2 separate regions of the Zea mays genome follow, and region 2 is linked to region 1. Evidence: chromatin contacts called from public Hi-C data. All regions are on one chromosome and are shown on one strand. Each heading gives the region's core, a stretch centred on a gene start, on an enhancer-like site or on the middle of the called end of the contact. The rest is flanking DNA. Distances are from core to core; before and after follow the strand shown. Region 1 holds the start of LOC103646336 (heavy metal-associated isoprenylated plant protein 4). Region 2 holds the start of LOC100285093.

Region 1 (2,700 bases), core at 135-2,634:
CATTTTGATGAGATGCTGCTGCCTTGTATTCACACATGAATGGAAGAAGACCCAGAGAATAGAGAAAATAGAGAAGAGAGACGGCCGGAGGGAAATTAAGGCTTGATTCTGATTCGTAAAACTAGTTGGTTATGGTCTTCTCTTCCTGTTTTCCCCTTAATTACATGCTAGCTTGCTGTCGTTGTTCTTGATGGTGTCGTTGCCACGGGTGGAGTAGATAATTAAGACGATGAGAGGTATAGCTAGCGCGGTGGTGATCGCCATGAGGACGAAGGATAATGAGATGTTAATCGCTGTGGATCTCAATCATCATATATTCGTTGTTAGTGGTATATAAGATCTTTCCTTTTCCTGCTGCTTTAACGTGAAATCTATGTCGTTAGGGTTTCGTAGATTCGTTGGTTGATAGGTTTAGGCGCTTCTAGCTAGCTAATCTCGTAATCAGGCCCTCATATTTTCCCGGATTGCACATCGTAATCAGGCCCTCATATTTTCCCTCATATTTTCCCGGTTGATAGGTTTAGGCGCTTCTAGCTAGCTAATCGTACGTGTTGGATGCTGTTTATGGCTGGTTTTATGTATCAAAAATCATGAAAAAAAATATATATTCAAGTATCAGTATCTTTTTATCGATCGGCGTCAACTAATTAAGATCACATTTATATATATATAGCACTTTTATATATGTATGGTGGTTGTTTGATAATGAATCTGCGTTGTCTGAATTGTGGACAAGCTAAGATAAATGCAGTCAGATTTACTGTAGCTTGACTCCTTGAGTCCACTTTACCGGTAGCGCTTGATCACCTGCTCATTTGACAAAAAAGCCATCTTTGCTTGGAATCCTTCAACCTTGGCAGCGGCTGGTGGGCCGGGGCCGATGTGATCCCAAGACTGCTGCCTGCTAGTGCTATCCCGCCGCGCGCGCGCGCGCGCCAGTCGTTTTAATTTGGCTTGTAGCTGAAGCGGTCCAAAACGGCATTATATTGGAACGAAATGTCCACTCCATCCGCGTCGCCGTCATCGTGCTCGATCGTAGTAGTGCCGTCGATCGGAGAAGCAACACCCGCGCGCGCGCCGCCCAAGTTTCGTGGCTGTTGCGTTCGTGGCTAGTGTTTAGCGTCAACAGTACAGAGTCGTCCTACTCCTACCTAGCTAGCTCCGAGTCTAGCAGGGAAGCTGAACTTGTCAGCTACCACGAACGTTCTCACACCGACGATATACGTCCCTTTTTCTTCTACACACACACGTAGCCGCCTTTTAGCTCGCGGTTCGGCAGGCGTCATCGTCTCTACTCTCTACGTCACGACGTCTTGCCCGCTAGCTATAGCTCGCGCGTACGTGTGCGTGTGTGTAGGAGTATAAATGGACGAGCCCCGAGAGCCTAGCTTTGCTCATTCTTCACAACTGCGGCTTAGTACACGTAGGCCGCGCGCGCTAGCTCTTGGTCTAGCTTTAGGTGCACCAGCAGCGCGCGAACGGCGGATCGATCAGCTTCGTCTTTCAATTCTTCTCCACATCATCATTTGCGCCACGTACGTAAATCGGCTGCTGCGGGAGAGACGACCGGCCGCCGGCGACGCCGCCATGACCAAGGTACATACTCCCTCGATCTCCGCTCCAAACTCTAATTATGAACGACTGCCCTCCTGCTGGTGCCGCCAAAAAAAAAGAGACTGATGCTATATAGCTTGGGCTCGTCGTTGTCGTTTGCAGCAAAAGGCAGTGATCAGGCTTGGCGTAACGAACGACCAGAACCGGTCTAAGGCCATGCAGCTGGCGTCCCGATTTCACGGTCCGTCCACACAGATCCATGAATCATCAATTATTATTTATATACACGCTCGTGCACTTATTATAATAATTACACCGCCACCGCGCGCCTCTCTCTCTATGCATGGTACGGTATGCAGGAGTGACCTTGGTGTCGATCACCGGCGCAGGCAAGGACCAGCTGGAGGTGGTAGGAGAAGACATCGACATCCCCTGCCTCGTCAATTCGCTGCGCAAGAAGGTCTGCCGCTCCGCCGGCATCGTCGTGGTGGAGGAAGTCAAGGACAAGGCGAAGGTGGAGGAGGAGAAGAAGAAGAAGGAAGAGGAGGAGAAGAAGAAGAAGGCCAAGGAGTTGCAAGAAGCGATCCAGAAGCACTGCCCGCCGCCGCCGTTCTACGGCGGCCCGCCGTTTCTCTGCGAGGAACAGACAACAGGCTGCCACATCATGTGAAGCTGATGGATTCTGGCCCGCCGTTTAAATATATACGTATACTAGTCAGTACCCGTGCGTTGCAACGGGAACATATAATACCATGATAACTTATATACAAAATGTGTCTTATATTGTTATAAGAAAATATTTCATAATCCATTTGTGATCCTAGCCATACATAAATTTTGTTATTTTAATTTAGTTGTTTCACTACTACATTGCAACCATCAGTATCATGCAGACTTCGATATATGTCATGATTTGCATGGTCTCATTATTGGAGAGCACGTGTCACACCTGCCGGTAGAAGTTCCGTCGTACATCGTTAGTCATCAGGCACGCACCACCATACACGCTTGCTTAAACAAAAAATGCAAGTGTGTGTTTGCGAAGAGAATTAAAGGCAGGCCGGCACAAAAGGTATCCCGACGATGGCGAGTGGTCATTGTTGTCGGTCCACCTCTGCTCACCTCCGGTGTCGAGATGACGCCACA
Region 2 (2,700 bases), core at 179-2,678, 210 kb after region 1:
CTCATGATAGTTAGGGACATTGCATGGCCCATCAATCTAGTTGACTCCAATCATTATGGAGAATAAATAATAGCCATTGGATCTAAACAATTTTCTAAAAAAAAAGTTACCCGCTTCTAGTATTATGATGTTTTGGTAATTTAAAACTTTTTTTAGTTTATGGTTATAGCTTTACCAATATATATAAGCTTATATTTGATGCAGTTTATGGTTAGCAACCAAAATATAGTTTCGTGGTGTCATAAACTATAAAAGATGCAACAAGAGATGATATAACTTAAGGTTTCAACAAGGTACATATTGGAAATCCGCCGAGGTACAATGCAAACGATGAAAACACATATATATAGAGTAATTGGTAAATTGATCACAGTTAAATACAGATTATAGATCGAGTATACAAATAGGCATTTCATGGAAGGAAGGAAGAGAGATCGAATAAAGATGGTCGATTTTGATTAGTTGTACAATTGCTAAATTTATTCATGAAACTTTTAAATATTGGAGATATGAGAAGCTTCTATTAGCTAGGACATGCTGAAGCACAGACTGAGGTGCTAGTCTATCTATCTTTTTTTTTTATTTTTTGCATTGTACATGGCCTTCTTATTGGGCTGCATATATAAACAATCTGATGATAAACAGTCCGGCTTCAGACGTAATCACATTCTATACGTCGGATATTATAGTGTTCAATTCTCTTCGGCCATGAATATTGAATAAAGAATTTGTCATAGTATTGTGGCGGTTTTCGCCAATAGAAGTTGTTGTCTAGTTTTCCTTGGTCAGTGCTGCTCTCTCAGGGGCCAGGGCCAGTCAGTATCGCAGGCCGCCATCACCAAGTTTTCATTAAAGGTGCTACAAACAAACAAGGGTGATGAGACAGTAGGCGACAAGAAGAACCGAACCAGCATGATGCCCAGCGCTCCATCCTGTAGATGGTTACTGCTGTTGCTGCTTGCTAGCTAGCTCCCAAGTGTCAATTTTTGGATCTCCATCCATGGAACCGTACCGTACCGTACCACTCGAACTGGTACTGACGGACGTGTTCTCTTTCAGTTCGGAAACACGCATTGTATGTTTCGCTGTGTGCGCTGGTGGTGTGGCTCAGGTCCACCAGCAACTTGCAGCCTAGTAAACGGACGGACAAACCACCACCACCAGCGCGCGCGCCTTCGGAGAAGCGCACACGCGCCAGAGGCCGATGGGATCATGGGACGGTAACCACTTGGCTGCCTCGGATCTCATCTCACACGCTAACCCTCGCCAAGAACGCGTCGCGATCACAGTTGACGATGATTTAACTCCCCGTTAAAACAATCACTGACACCACTAGACACCAGCAGCGTTCGCTCGCTCCCCCGTCTCCCTCCCTCCCGCACTCTATATATAATCACAGCGCGGCGGCCCAAGCTAGCCGTACCCGTACCCTCACATCACGGAGTGCTCAGTTAGCAATAGAGCAAGCCGTCCAATTCACAGAGCAAGCCATCACCGCGCGGGAAGCAATGAAGGTAAGCCGACGACAGCTCCTCGCAAAAACCTCTGCTTCAGCTTCGTCTTCAGAGCTCTGAAACTGATCTGCATGCGGTTTCTCTCTCTCTCTCTCTCTCTCTCTCTCTCTCTCTTGCTTCTGCGTCCTGTCGTGGCCGCCGCGCGCAGCAAAAGATCGTGATCAAGGTGAGCATGCCGTGCGAGAGGAGCCGGACCAAAGCCATGACGCTGGCCGCCGGAGCAAATGGTATGTACGTCGTCGATCGTCGTCTACTCGTTCGACTTCGACCAGTACCCACCCACACACACAAAAAAAAAAGGTGGTCATCCATCGGTGCTCCGGCCGCTAATGTCGCCCCGCGTGTGTGTGCAGGGGTGATATCGGTGGCGATCGCCGGGGAGAAGCTGGAGGTGGTCGGCGACGACGTCGACCCGGTCAGGCTGGCCAGCTGCCTGCGCAGGAAGGTCGGCCACGCCGACATCCTGCAAGTGGAGGAAGTCAAGGACAAGAAGCCGTCCGAGGACCCCAAGCCGCCGCCGGCGCCGCCGGCGCCGCAGCCCGTGGTCGTGCACCCGCCGCCGCCGCACTGGCCGCACTGCTACCCCGGAGGCTACCACCACCACCACCACCACCACCACCACCCGCCGCCGCCGCCGGTGGTCGTCTGTGACGAGCCCAGCGGCTGCCACATCATGTAATTAGAACGGCTGACATGAATAGCTGAGGTCGATTTTTTTTCGTCATGTAGGTACAGTTCTTTTCAGCGACTTGAGGTTAATTGAGGGAGCTATGAACGATTTGTGCAAATAAAGTTTACTTTTTTTTTTTGCGGAGCCTTTGTGGTTTCAAGTGGTTTTTTTTTCCTGCGTCTCAGTTGCTGGCTTGTCCGTGAAGCGTGCACGTGCTGATAATTCGGGCTTGCTGCACGATCCGATCCGTGACCGCATTGTGATTAGACCATCATTATTCATTATCTGGTATAGTAGAACAGGACAAACGAAAAGTCCAACGACTTTCCAAGGGCAAAAGTTGCTAACGTCATCTGTCAGAAAGAAAACTGACGTCACGCCAACATCAGGTTTAAATAGGCTCGGCATGATTTTTTTAACAAAGAACCGGAGAAATCTCAATAATGCTGGAGTAAGGGGTGTTTGAACGCACTAGCTAATAGATAGTCGACTAAAAATCATGCTTAGCTAATTTGC

The links. Hi-C and Micro-C count contacts between places; a contact is called where the count stands out from the background.
Region 2: a Hi-C map of bundle sheath shows a contact between it and region 1, with 2.4 times the contacts expected there. The contact joins the promoter of LOC100285093 here to the promoter of LOC103646336 in region 1. A contact is called at or near these places in 4 of 25 Hi-C or Micro-C datasets (bundle sheath, ear, leaf and 1 more).

What each region holds. Positions count from the first base shown.
Region 1 is chr2:41,430,797-41,433,496 of Zm-B73-REFERENCE-NAM-5.0, forward strand. LOC103646336 (heavy metal-associated isoprenylated plant protein 4) reads left to right here and starts at 1,385. Exons shown (of 3, transcript XM_008671069.2): 1 at 1,385-1,596; 2 at 1,717-1,795; 3 at 1,914-2,422. The coding sequence starts at 1,588. The coding sequence ends at 2,224.
Region 2 is chr2:41,639,568-41,642,267 of Zm-B73-REFERENCE-NAM-5.0, forward strand. LOC100285093 reads left to right here and starts at 1,429. Exons shown (of 3, transcript NM_001397502.1): 1 at 1,429-1,514; 2 at 1,663-1,741; 3 at 1,868-2,327. The coding sequence starts at 1,509. The coding sequence ends at 2,193.